Regions from separate parts of the Mus musculus genome. Here all the other regions are linked to region 1. Evidence: chromatin contacts called from public Micro-C and promoter capture Hi-C data. All regions are on one chromosome and are shown on one strand. Each heading gives the region's core, a stretch centred on a gene start, on an enhancer-like site or on the middle of the called end of the contact. The rest is flanking DNA. Distances are from core to core; before and after follow the strand shown.

Region 1 (4,521 bases), core at 515-3,014:
GGAGCTCACAGTGCTTTGAGAACCAGTGGGGAGACTTGCAAGGAGGGCCCAGAGGGTCAGACTTAGATTGCCCCAATCCAGCCAACACTTCTCTAAGATGCTGGTTTGAAGTCTTGCTTTGAAGCCAGAATCCCACTGCTTTATTCTGTTCTATTCCAATTCCATTTGCCCTCAGCTGTAAAGAAGGCAATGGTCCCAGAGAGTTGCTGAAGACCCTACAGTAAGAATTGCTGAAGACCCTACAGTAAGACAATTCCAGTATTCACTCCCCAGGTACAAGCTCCTATCAGAATATCTGCCTTAGGAAGGCAGTGTGTGTATAAGTCATACTTTGCCTGCCAAGGGCTCAGCTCTTGTGGATCGAGTTCAGTGAATGGTCTGCAGGATGGGAGAAGAAGAAAGCTCATGTCACAACACAACTGAGGCTTTCATTGCTTCTACCATCCCACCATCTGCAACAAGGAATAAACCAGGCACCAAGGACATGCACATGACATTTTCAGAGCATCCTCCCGCATCTCTATGGCCTCGCTTCCATAAGCCAAGTCAAGGAAAGGAAGAAATGATGAAGAATGAAAGGTAGTGTTTTGAAGATGTATTTGTGCCTGCACTTGTGTGTGTGTGTGCTCGCGCACATCATGTGTGTGCCTACATGAGTTTATGTGCACCATGTAAGTACAGTTGCCTGAGGAGGCCAGTTTATGTGCACCATGTAAGTACAGTTGCCTGGGGTGGTCCAGTGGCATTGTGTCTCTCCCTATTGGTCCTCCTCCCTCCCTTCTCTTTCCCTTGCGTCCCTGCTTCCTAGCACAGCCCCGTCCCCTCTCCCCTCTGTTCTTCGTGTTCAGGCTTTACCCCACTATTCTCCACTCTTCTGAGAAGTATGGGCACTACTTTGGTGGCGCTGCTAACACAGTGAATCTTACTCTCGTTTTCACATGTGGGGAACCGAGGCACAAGACGCCGGAGCCTGAATGGTGGAGGCAAGCTACTCTGCTCCCTCCCTGTTAAGCACCCTGCAGTAACCTTTCCCACCCTCCAGAACGTGACCTTTTCTGCCCAGAGGGAGTCCCGAGTACTTCGAGTAGCAACAGGAAGATTTATTCTGACTTCTGATGCAGAGTAGAGTTGCAGGGCCAAAGTTGGTATTATTCAGAGTACGGGCAAAGTCCTAGGGCTGTGACCACACCATCTGGTCTCACGCCAGTCACGCCCATCTTCAACCCGCGCCCAAGCATCTTGACCCCTTCAGGGCTGTCTCAATGCCACCATCGCACCATAGTGGGTTTTGAGATCTTGGGCTGGCCAGTTGCCCTAGAAAAAAGAGGAGGGGCATCAAACCGCATCCAGACGTTCTCAAGTGGCAGCGTTTTTTTTAAATCATCCAGCCCTGAACCCACAGATCCTGGGCTCTTGCTGCTCTCTGGCGGCAGAAGCCGGGAGCCCGGAGTCCCGGGGAATCGCACCTTGTATGCTCCGCTAGGGCAAGGGCAAGCAGAGAGTGACCGCAAGTCCAGAGAGAGGAAGGGAGGCAGCGAGGAGCGCTGGGGCAAAAGCCGGGGTGCAGGAGAGCTGAGGAAAGGAGGATAAGGGGACAGCTAGGGCAGAGGACGGTCGTGAGCACCGGCGAGGACCCCCGCAGCCGCTGGACGCGCGGAGCCCCTTCGCTGGCTCGCGCCGGCCGCCCCCTCCTCCCTCCCCGCCGCCCCTCCTCCGTCCCGCCCCCGCGCAGAGTCCCCTGCGCTGCAGAGGCCGCCGCCTGCACTGACGCTCCCGGAGGAGCCACCGCTCGCCAGGACACGCTTGGAGAGGGGAGCAGGGAGCAGGGAGCCGGCCCCGGCCCTTGTTTTCTTGTGACTCTGCAGCCACCGCCAGAGCCCGTTCCCGTTGGGACCTTCACGGCCTGGTGACCTCCGCCCCGCTCTCCCTGCAGCACCGCTCCCCTGCGGCCCCTCTGCCGCGGGAACTTGGGCAGGACCGACGGGACCGGCGCGCGGGGCTGGCTCGGGCGCTGCGGCGATGCCCGCGGGCTCCCTCCCCGCCACTTGCTCGCCCTGTGCCTGGGCTCGGGCCCCGACGGCTGCGCCGTGAGATGACTTTCCGCGACATCCTGAGCGTCACTTTCGAAGGACCCCGGGCGAGCAGTAGCACTGGGGGCTCCGGCGCGGGCGGCGGAGCTGGCACGGTTGGCCCCGAGGGTCCGGCGGTGGGCGGCGTGCCGGGTGCCACAGGCGGTAGCGCTGTGGTGGGAACCGGCAGCGGCGAGGACAACCAGAGCTCCACGGCAGAAGCGGGGGCCGCGGCAAGCGGCGAGGTGAATGGCTCGGCGGCCGTCGGGGGGCTAGTGGTGAGTGCTCAGGGCGTGGGAGTGGGTGTCTTCCTAGCCGCCTTCATCCTCACCGCTGTGGCGGGCAACCTTCTCGTCATCCTCTCCGTGGCCTGCAACCGCCACTTGCAGACGGTCACCAACTATTTCATCGTGAACCTAGCAGTGGCTGACCTGCTACTGAGTGCAGCTGTGTTGCCCTTCTCAGCCACTATGGAGGTTCTAGGCTTCTGGGCCTTCGGCCGGACCTTCTGCGACGTATGGGCCGCGGTGGACGTGCTATGCTGCACTGCCTCCATCCTTAGCCTCTGCACCATCTCTGTGGACCGGTACGTGGGTGTGCGCCACTCGCTCAAGTATCCAGCCATTATGACAGAACGCAAGGCCGCTGCCATTCTGGCTCTGCTCTGGGCGGTGGCCTTGGTGGTATCTGTGGGACCGCTACTAGGTTGGAAGGAACCAGTGCCCCCGGATGAGCGTTTCTGCGGCATCACCGAGGAGGTGGGCTATGCGATCTTCTCTTCCGTATGCTCCTTCTACCTCCCCATGGCAGTGATCGTGGTCATGTACTGCCGCGTGTATGTGGTCGCGCGCAGCACCACGCGCAGCCTCGAGGCGGGCATCAAGAGGGAGCCGGGCAAGGCCTCTGAGGTGGTTCTGAGGATCCACTGTCGCGGCGCAGCCACTAGCGCCAAAGGAAATCCAGGGACACAGAGTAGCAAGGGGCACACCTTGCGCAGCTCGCTCTCCGTAAGGCTGCTCAAGTTTTCCCGCGAGAAAAAGGCTGCCAAGACCCTAGCCATCGTCGTGGGTGTCTTCGTCCTGTGCTGGTTCCCCTTTTTCTTCGTCCTGCCTCTGGGTGAGTGATTCCCTCACTTTAGACCCTTCCCCTCTGGGCGGTCCTTACCTGGAAAGCTTAGATGACCCACAACCTAACTGTGGAAGTTTATCAACTTCCTGTTCTCTTACTAGAGAGAGAGAGAGCGCGCCCGAGGGGTTCTTGATACTAATGTGTTTTCCCTTAAACAGGCTTCTCACTCTTTCTTACCCTTTGTAGATGTTACAAACCTCGGTCTTGCTTTAGTTCCTTGGAAATCTGAGCAAACATCAATCTGTATGATGTGATCAGTGTGTGTGATCCCCATAGATACCCATCTCTGGAAATAGATTGTGGGTGAGCCCACATGCATTCACTGGCAGCAGACCCAAGCCAGCCAGCCACCTTGTAGCTCAGCAGATGCCAGAAGTGCTGTGTTCTCCATAGACATCCATTTCAGTTGGCCCCACTGGTATCTGGGAGAACCCTGTGGGCTTTCCCTTCTGAAATCTTCTCTGGAAGAGGTTAGAGGAGGGGACTTGTGGGGGTGGGAAGGACAGGATAGGAAGTCTGTCAGGTGGACAATTACTATTGTTTATAGTCATTTACAGAGTGAACTAGTTCCCTTACAAGGGCCCTGCAGTCCTGGGGCAGGTACAACTGCTCTCAAGGGATTCTTCGCACCCCCTGAGCCTCTCTGAAGGTCCTGGAGCAGGGCCCAAGGGCCAGAACCAGCTCAGAGAGGAGAAAGGGGCAGCCTGTCTCAGGCTTATGACTGCAACCTCTCCTGGTGCAACCAGGGCCTCTCCTCCCTTTCCCCCATCTGACTGCTTGAACCTGTGAGACAAAGTCAGGGGAAGAAACAATGACCTGCCTCCTGATCCACTGCAAGTCTCTCACCTACACACACACACACACACACACCAGCAGGAGCAGCAGCAGCAGCCACAGTGACTTTTGTATATCGTAACTCGGTTGTGTGACCCTTCTACAAGTCCCTGAATGTTCTCATACTACTTGGGAACAAAATCCAAAAACTGCCTTCCATAGTCTACAGAAGGTAGCCTTCAAGGTTATTATTGTCCATACCGAAATAGGTCACTATTTAGTATTTACAGTAGGACCATGGGCATGAACTGAAGGAATCCCCAACAGATGTCCTCCCCATCTGAAAGGGGCTATTCCAGGAAGGGCTGCCTCTCTCTGTCCTGCCCTGACCCTCAGTGGGTTAGTTCCAGGCCAAGCCTGTCACCAACCTCTGTTCTTCCCTTTGATTATTTCAGTCTGGACTGGCCCCAAACCTCTTACCTAATTCCAAACCTGGGGGTCTCTACTTATATGCCCCTTTGGCTTGTGTTTCACACCTTCACTGGCTTTC
Region 2 (4,521 bases), core at 1,118-3,617, 2.0 Mb after region 1:
GAGGGTGGAGAAGGGGGGATAGATATGCTCTTAAGAAAGGTGCTGTCATTCCCCACTCCCCCCACCTCCACCCCCTCCACGCCACCCCCACCCCTACCCCCACCCAGGAAGGGAAGACTGCTGTTAACACTTGTTAACTATTTGTTTGCCAGGGACTGCGCCACAGGACCCTAGTCAGAAAAAGGTCTAGAGCCAACATTTAGATATTAATCTGGGCCCAGTGTTCTGTACTTCGGAGAGATGCCTGTAGATTCCCAAGCCCTGGAGCATGGCAGGGTAGGGCTGGGACTGGTAAGGCAGGAGGAAGCAGACCAGACCTCAGAGCCACTCACAGGAGAGAGATGAAATTCATCATTCAGCTCTGAGAGGACCCAAGGGTAGCTGAAAACTGTGAATGGGGTGGGAGCACTTGGCGGGGAGCACTTGGTGGGGAGCACCCAGTGGGTTCCTGAACACTGCAGCTCAGAGAGAACTCCTAGACACCCCTTTTCCCACCCTGTTATCCTTTCTATCCTGAGGCTGACTCTCTCTCTTCCTCCTTCTACACTGCCATCAGGTGCCAAGCTCTAGGCAAATGTTGGTAAGAACGGCGTGCCGTGGCTGGATTTACCTCCCTGCAAAAGGAAGGTTGTACAGAGACCCCTATGTCCATAGCACCAATCCAAGAAGACACGAAATAAGGCTCCTTTCTGTCCCTCCCCAGCTATGTCTTTAGCCTTCATATACTTCCAGAAGAGACCCAAGATTTTTTGCAAAACCCCTTTAAGATGCAGCTCTCCTGAATGGTGACCTCACTCCTTGGCCAACCGGCCTTCAGAGCCCTCCTGCTGGAGACAGCCAGGTGTTTGATGTAGGCCAACAAAGAAGACAAGCTCAGAGCCACAGGTACATGCTGGAACTGCAGGGAGCTACTGGAAGCCTGCCTAAGGAAGGCAGGGGGGTGGCGGGGAGGAGACCATCCAGAGAGGGCTGTGCCCACCACAGGTAAATCCACTGTGTCTCCCAAGGGTCCGTGGATTACTCCGGCCTCTCTTCCTGTCTCTACCTCCATACACTAACCCTGCTTGCTCTGGTACTAGGGCGAAAGCTCACTCTTCCCCCATCCCAACAGCTCAACAGCGCGCCCAACCTCTGCCCCGACCCTCTCTCCAATCAAGTCTAGCAAGGGAGCATATGGGGAAACCAGGAGCCCGATTGCCCAAAGCAATTGCCAGTCTGCTTCCCCATTCAGGTTTGGCAAAGGGTACGGTAAACCAACTCATTCCTATACCCCGCAGCCCAACGCTGGGCTACCCAGTCACAGTCCACAAGGCAGATCCGGATAAGAAGAGTTCTATCCCGGCTTCTAGCCTAGGCTATGTGACCTTGGGCAAGTGGCTGACCCTCTCTGGGCCTCAACTCTGCATCTGTAACCCCCGTTACAGGGATTTGTCGACATTAGCTTAGCGACAGTGTGCGGGGCCTGAGCCCGCAGCTTGGGGAGGGTGGCAGTAGGAGCTGAGGGTGCTTACCTGTACAGAAACAGGACGCGGAGAGCAGCAGGCAGAGCAGCAGCGGCCCTAGGCGGCCAGGGGCCGGGCCGGCGGGCTCCATGGGCCGCGGCTGCAGAGCAAGGAGGGAGAGCGGCGGTGAGCGCGCTCGGCAGGCGGGCGGGCGGCGCGGGCGAACGACTAAGGCCCCTCCCCCTCCGCTGCCCCCCAGCGCCACCGCCCGGCGGGGTGATCTGACCCCCTCCCACAATGAGACGCCGCCGAGCGGGGAGACTCCGGGAGCGTGACGCCGGGCCAGGCCGGCGGGAAAGGGGAGCGGACCCGAGGGAGCCAGGCGCAGAGCCAGAGGCACGGGGGCGGGGGAGCGGATAGCGAGGGAGAAGGAAAGAGGGGGAGAGGAAGAGGGAGAGGGAGCGGGGACGGAGATCGGAGAGCAAGCGCGAGCGGGGACAGCTCGCAGAGCGAGTGCGGGCTGTGCGGAGCCGTCGCGAGGCCAGCGCGAGGGCGGCCCGGCCGAGCGCCCCCTCCTCGCGCCCGCACCTTCCCGCCCGCGCCCCAGTGCGCCCCGCGAGCTGCGCCGCCCGCCTCGGCTCTGCGCGAGCCCGCTCTGCCCGTGCGGGTCCCCGCCAGCCGCTCGGACCTGCGCCGCCGCGCGCAGGGCTGCCAGGCGGTGGAAGCACCGCTCCCTCTGCCCAGAGGCTGGCCGCGCACCACTTTGCGCAAACTTGTTTTTCTGAGGTCGGCGCGGCGGGCTGGCTACTTGGTCCTCTTAAGGTGGACTGGGGAAGTGGCGGCCGATCGCCCCCTGGTCTCGGCCTCTCACCCGGCCAGTCCTTAGACTCCAGTGGGCAAGAGGCTGCCCGCGGCAGGGGAGCTTGCAAGGGTGGAGAGTGGAGGGGGCGGGGAGGTTTGCTTTCTGCCCCTCCCCGAGAGGCCCTGCTTGTGTGTCCCAAAGCCGAAGGTCGGCCTCCGGGTGGGCGTGAGTCCTAGGGGCCCAAATCTTTCCTAGCTGGCCCCGAGGTATAGCAAAAGCAGGAAGTAAATGCAGGGGGAAGGGGGAGAGGAAGGAGAGAGTGATGGTACAAAAATAGCGTGTGTGTAGGAAGGACTTCAGTGCCTCTTGGTAAAGACGCGCTGGGGGAGAGGAGCAGCAAAAATGCTGTGGCAGGGAAAGGAGAGGGGCAGGGCTGGGCCCTAGGGAGGAGACAGACCAGAGGCCTTCTATCAGGGAGAATAGATTGGAGGTGGAGAGGGCCCAGGCAGCACTGTACTAGGAGAGACCTGGGCTGCAAAATAGTTACCCTAATGAGGAAGAGGAGGGACAGGAGAGCCTATCCCAAAGGACAGAGCCTCTGGATGCAAAATGTACCCTAGCTCTGGATTTCCATGAGCTAGGTCAGGTGCTTGGTTAATCGGCAGAAGGCTGGGCACCAAGGCAGGGAAGAGGAATCAAGACCCTCTCTTATTAACTGGAGAGTTTCTGAGTTGGAAGTTCAGAGATAGCAAATTTTGCTTCTCACAATGGTGGTTGAGGGACATAATGAAGCAAGACAGGCCCTACTGGCCCATCCTCTCAATAAAGAGGATGTTTAGGGGCAGAGGAGTGGAGGATGATTGCCTAATGATGTAGAAAGCCCCTTATGCAATGGTGCGCGCGCACGCACACACACACCACAGAGTCCTCTGCACCCATGACCAAAAGCCTGGGAGATTTTTTAGTTTTTTTTCTTTCTTTTCTTCTTTTATTGTTTGTTTGTTTGTTTGTTTTTGAGAGGCAGGAAGGGTGCATCTGTTGAACCCAGGACCCAGCTTCCAAGCCTTAGATCGTTCCTCCTGGTCTAAGAAGCTGCAGTCTTGGAGAAAGACCTTGTTTCTGTGTCTCTGCTCTTTTTAAAGCAGACCAGGCCAACATAAGCAGCGACCCAGAACTGCCACTGGGAGAGTTACATGAGCTGATATTTGCACTGCATTTTAAGAAGAGCCTACCATGTACCAAGGGCAAGGACAGTGTTTGAGAAGTGTTTGGCAGCAGCAATCCTTAAGGGACCATGGGGCAGCCCTAGCAGGAAGATTAGTTGTATTTCTTTGGACCTAGGGGATTACAAGAACTCACTTGCAGACTGGGAGAAGGTGCAGGGGAAGACAAGAATGAACAGAGGAGGTCTTGTAGGGAGTGTAGGTTACAAGTGCACATGTGTGTCAGCTTGGTTAGGTAAGGGCAACAGTATGTGGCTAGCACGTCGGGAGGGTGGTCCAGAAGCCCAAGAGAATTGGTTCTGCAAATAGGAACCCCTGTAGGCAAGATTCAAGTAGGGCCTACCATGCTTGATTGTTACACTCAAAGGGTCACTATAGTTGGAATAAGAGGTGGCTGAAGGGAAGAGAATACGGAGTTCGGGGGCCTGGGCAAGAAAGAAAACTTGGTTCTAGCATCTGAGCTGAGCTGCAGTGTCTCCAGCTCTTTAAATTGTGTCTGATAGGACCATGGTGTCCACTAAAGCCTTGTGAAAACCCTCCTCCAAAATTAGCTGGGTGTGGTGGCACACGCCTAAGCCCAGTACTTGGGAGGCAGAGGCAGGCAGATTTCTGAGTTCGAGGCCAGCCTGGTCTACAAAGTGAGTTCCAGGACAGCCAGGGCTATACAGAGAAACCCTGTCTCAAAAAAAAAAAAAAAAAAAAAGCCAACTGCTGGAGTCAGAGATGATGCAGCCTCCTGCCCTATGCTGCTCATCTGTTCTGGGGCAAGCACACACAAACACCGACCTGCCTGGGATTAGGAACTGGGAGATTAGGAGGAATAATAATTGTACTACCTGCTGTTTATATATAGCATCTTTGGCAAAGGCGCTCAGCAGAGCTTCCAAACTACCCTCTTTACTCTCACATCTGAGTGTGGGGGAGTTGACATTTGTCCACATAAAAGTCACTTGTGTTCACCCATCCGTTGCTGTGAGTCCCCTGAGATTTGTGGACAAATGTGTAAAACTAAAGGGGCAAGGTACAGCCTGCCTGGGGTCGCACACAGATTATG
Region 3 (4,521 bases), core at 1,218-3,717, 1.0 Mb before region 1:
CTTAAACCTGCTATTTAGCTCAGACTCAAGACTCATGATCTTATGTCTTAGTTCTCAAGTGCTGGGATTACAGATGTATACCAATCACTCCCACGTCGTGGGGGAAGGGAGAAGGTTACAAGGTTTCATGCAGCCTAGGCTAGCTTGCTGTATAGCTAAAGATCACCTTGAGCTTCTGATCCTCTTGTATGTACCTCTTAGGTGCTGGTATCGCAGACATTCCCCTCCCTGCCCCTCCCATCATGCCCCTCCCCTCCTTTGTTTTTGTTTCTATTACAGCTAATGAGCCAAGTGATTCCAGAAGGAAGAGTTTTGACAATGTGGCCTTGTCGTAAGAATAGGGAAGTAGAACCTGTACAAGTGTCACCACAGAAAAAGTTGAGATGGACTAAATGTCCTACTAATAAACAGTCGCTATGGGCAACATCCCCATGTTTTCTTCCTGGTTTGGGATGATGTAATTGTCAGGTATGCTGTAGAGGTAGAAAGAGGGAAAGTTCTTTTCTTTCAGTCTTCCTGCCTAAAAACACATAGAAGTTTAGGGATGTGGCTCAATCGGTAGGCTGCTTGCCTAGAAAAAAAAAAAATATATATATATATATACACACACACATATATATGTGTGTGTGGTAATTGTTTTCTATTTAGGTCATTTTAAAATGTAGGAAAACTCTTTTAAGGTAAAACTACTTTTTAAAAAATTATCTCATTTTATGTGTATGAGTGTTTTACCTGTATGTATATCTGTGAACCACATATGTGCCTGGTCCCCTGGAGACCAGAAGAGGGGGTCAGATCCCCTAGAACTAGAGTTACAGTTGTGAGCTGCCACGTGGGTGCTGGGAACTGAACTCAGGACCTCTGAAAGAGCAGCCAGTGCTCTTAACCACTGAGCCATCTCTCCAGCCCCCAAAGTAGGAAACTTCTAATCTGTTTATTATCTCCAGAATTAAAGTCTAGTCAGTAGTGATGTGTGTGTGTGTTTAATGTATTAGAGAAGCCTTTTGAAGAGCCTACTCACACAGGCTTAAAATCTACATTAATATATTTTTAAATAGCTCTGATTCTGTCAAAAAGAAAGGTGGGGAGTGGATGGGGAGGAAGACCGAGGAAGGCACTTGTGAGCAGCAGCAGAGCCCTCTAAGGTCTCCCAGCTCTGGAGCATTTATTGACCTTGTATATCTTGCTTTACTTTCCCAACAGTGGAAGCGCTTGGAGCCGCCCGTTCCTACAGGACACCAGTAAAGAAGGCAGGAGCTCAGGATTGGCCAATGTGGCTGACTCACGAAGCATGGAGTGTGGCAAGCTTCCACTGTTGCATAACAAAAGCAGAGCTGTGCTTGGGTCTCATGGCATTTTGTAACTTCTTTCAGAAGTTTACCAGATGCTCCGTGTTAGAGATGGGTCTGATGTAATGTCCCGCAGAAAAACTAAATGGGACAAAAGCCATGGAGTACCACATGTCTGTGGTCACTCAGGAAGCCAAGACAGGAGGATGTCATGGGTTTATGGGCAGCATGGTCTGCAGACCTTGTCCCATAAAACCAAAAAGATAAAGAGGAGGAATTGGGAAGGTGTGGGGGGGGGGGGGGCAGGTAGTAATCAGAAACTCCTATCTTCTATAAAAATAATTCCTCTCACAAAGTAGGGGGGAAAAACAGTCTTGACAGATATAGTCTGGTTAGCTAGGAAAACCTCATACCCAGCAATCTGGCCTTTATGGTGAATTTTTAAATTAAAGGCTGACTAGGTATAGTGGCACACATCTTTAATTCCAGCACTGCACAGGCAGAAGCAGGCAGATCTCTGTGAGTTTGAGGTTAGCCTGATCTACAGTTTGAGTTCTAGACCTGTGAGGGCTACATAGTGAGACCCTGTCCAACAACAACGGGGGGGGGGGGGGGGGGGAGAGGAAGGGAAGGGAAGGGAAAGGAAGGGAAGGGAAGGGAAGGGAAGGGAAGGGACTTTAAATAGTTGAGGCTGAGGGTGTATAGCTCAGTGGGAGAGCATTTGCTGAGGCCTAGGGTTAAGCCTCAGCAACACAAACTCTTAACAACTGTCAATGGTACCAGTGTTCCTTTTGATGTCACAATGTACCTTTTGAATTTCCCACTGAGTCCTGAAGCAGGCCATGAAGGCCATGAAGATGGCAGGAGAAAGCATATATCTCAACTCTCCAATTTCTTCCTTAGAAAAACGACTATAAACAGCTTCCTTCCAGAATTCCTCAAGGACTTGGGAGCCTGGGAACACTGACCTTGTGGGATCTGTTGATTCACGTTCTCAATGCAGAAGTCAGTTCATTTGTGTGGAAACACTCTGCTGACCCAGCTCTGTCCCTCAAAACATGCAGTTTCCTCCTAAGGCCTCTATCTGCCCAGGCACCACTTCATGACTTAATTTCCTGATTCTTTCAGCACTGGGGCTCCAACCTGAGTCCTTGCATATCATAGGCAAGCACTCTACCACTGAGCCACAGCCCTGGCTCTTCAGATTATATTGATGCATACTCTGAGGGTGGTTCTTTGGGGGCTTCCCTGTGAACTAGAACTTCAGGGTCAACTCAGGTCACCTGTGCTTTTCTGAATGCTGGAAACAGGTGAGGCGTGCCAATGCATTCAATTCTGCTGAATACTTGGCTGCTGATCAACATCTAGGCCAAGTGATTTCAGGAGCATAATTATGCCAGGTGTGATGGTACCTGCCTGTGATCCCAACCTCAGGGAGGCAAAAGGATTTGGACTTTCAGGACAATCTGGGCTGCAAGTGAGATGCACACAACACAGAAGCAACCAACAAAGCTAAACAGCATAATTGTTAGATGTGTTGTGTGCTCAGGATGAATGACAAAGGGTCTTGCCATGAGCAGCTGTCCTCCTCATGGACCCTAAATGTCTTCTCAAGGACTAAATGAGCTGCACTGATGTGGCTCTCGAATGTCTGCTTTCCCAGAAATGTTACAATTTCAAAGCGCCAGAATGCAATCTGGAGACTCATTCACACATTCACAGGCATTTAAGTTGAGTTCAGATCTTCCTGTCTTCTTCTAATGTCCATCTCCTGGGACCTGGTCTTAGAGAAAGAGAACACAAGAATAACAATCAACTCTAGTGAGAAACACAGGAAAGGAGGCTTACCATGAGAAAACTCTCCCACTGTCTCCGTGCTCTGCTGAAGACAGCTGTGTCACTGAGAACCCAGCCTACAGCAAAACAGGAACTGGGTAGCCAACTACTTTCACTGAAGGGGTCTCGAGAGCAACCTCCTTTTTTAGCGTCATGTGCTGACGTGCGTTTTCCGAATTAGGATCTGAGTGCAACTGTGAAAGGTCACTTGCAGCAGACTTCCATGCAGGAAAGAGGCATGAGGCTTCCCGGTTTTTGTCAGCCCTAACACGATTCTTAAGACACTCAATTGGCTCAGCTGTAGAAAAAAGAAAGGGGGGGGGGGCGCCTTGGGACTGTGGGATTTACTGTGGTGATAGAAAGAGAAGAGCCAAGTCATTAAGGAACAAAGGAACTGATTTCAGATAGGATGAGCAGGACAGGCTACTCTGAGTAGTAAGCTAAGACTTAAAAGAAGAGAAAAATACATGGGGAGAGTTTCTAGGAAAATGGAACAACGTACGCAGAGACCCTTTGGCTGGCCAAGATTAGTGTTGAAAGCCAAAGACAGTGACACACAATGAGTTTGAGAAGATGGTTAGAATTTTTGGAGCTGGGGGGATACTTCAGTAGTTAACAGCTCTTGCAAAAAAAAAAGACCCAAGATTGACCCCCATTAACCACATCAGTGGCTTACAGATGCCTGTAGCTCCACTCCAGGGATTCCAATGCCTCTGGCCTCTGCGGGCACCAGCACTCATGAACACAGACGTGAGTGAATGCATGTTCATAACTTTTAGAAAGTAAAAATTTAAAAATCCTCACTATGTAGCCCTAGCAGCCTGGAGCTTGCTATGTTGATAAGGCTGGCCTTGAACTCTGTCTCTAGAAACCTTACCTCCAAAACAAAACAAAACAAAACAGGTTGGCCAGAAAAAGAGGCAGGCAGGAATAGAGGTGGACATGTTTGTGGTGGGCTTTGGAGACCGAATAGGCAGCACCTTGGATGTATTGGACTCAGAGGGGGGTGGGGGGAGGAACAAACCCAAGTAGGGCATCTACATGATAGATGGTACTGTTTCGAGACAGGAAAGGCTTAGGGTGGAGCAACAGGTTTGGATGGTAAGGAGCAAGAGCAGGAGGTACTTCTGGGTGTCTGTGGAATCCCTTATGAGAATGTCAACAGGACAGGTTGGATATAGTCATCTCAGGCTGCAGGGAGAGATCAGGGACAGGGACCTAAATGTCAGCACATGGCCTCTGATGACATCAAAGCCAATGAACTGGATAAAATCACACAGAGGATCATAGACATGATCGAAGTGCTCCAGACCCTCAACATTCAGAGGCTGAACAGTGGCCGTAGCAAACAGCCAAGGATACAGCAAACAGTGAGAAAGGGCGTTCCTGGTACCAG

The links. Promoter capture Hi-C pulls out the DNA fragments that hold promoters and counts their contacts. Hi-C and Micro-C count contacts between places; a contact is called where the count stands out from the background.
Region 2: a contact with region 1 is called in a Micro-C map of embryonic stem cells, with 8 times the contacts expected there. The contact joins the promoter of Sirpa here to the promoter of Adra1d in region 1. A contact is called at or near these places in 1 of 39 promoter capture datasets (pre-B cells) and 1 of 484 Hi-C or Micro-C datasets (embryonic stem cells).
Region 3: a promoter capture Hi-C map of the 3T3-L1 cell line shows a contact between it and region 1, with 3 times the contacts expected there. The contact joins the promoter of AU019990 here to the promoter of Adra1d in region 1.

What each region holds. Positions count from the first base shown.
Region 1 is chr2:131,559,740-131,564,260 of GRCm38.p6, reverse strand. It overlaps Adra1d (adrenergic receptor, alpha 1d), which reads left to right and starts at 1,764. Exons shown (of 2, transcript NM_013460.5): 1 at 1,764-3,185. The coding sequence starts at 2,093. Gm14285 (a long non-coding RNA gene) reads right to left here and starts at 2,485. Exons shown (of 3, transcript XR_374988.3): 1 at 2,401-2,485; 2 at 1,467-1,572; 3 at 1-1,314.
Region 2 is chr2:129,590,685-129,595,205 of GRCm38.p6, reverse strand. It overlaps Sirpa (signal-regulatory protein alpha), which reads right to left and starts at 2,367. Exons shown (of 9, transcript NM_001355158.1): 1 at 2,131-2,367; 2 at 1,512-1,602. The coding sequence starts at 1,593.
Region 3 is chr2:132,596,142-132,600,662 of GRCm38.p6, reverse strand. It overlaps AU019990 (expressed sequence AU019990), which reads right to left and starts at 2,467. Exons shown (of 6, transcript NR_033468.1): 1 at 2,258-2,467.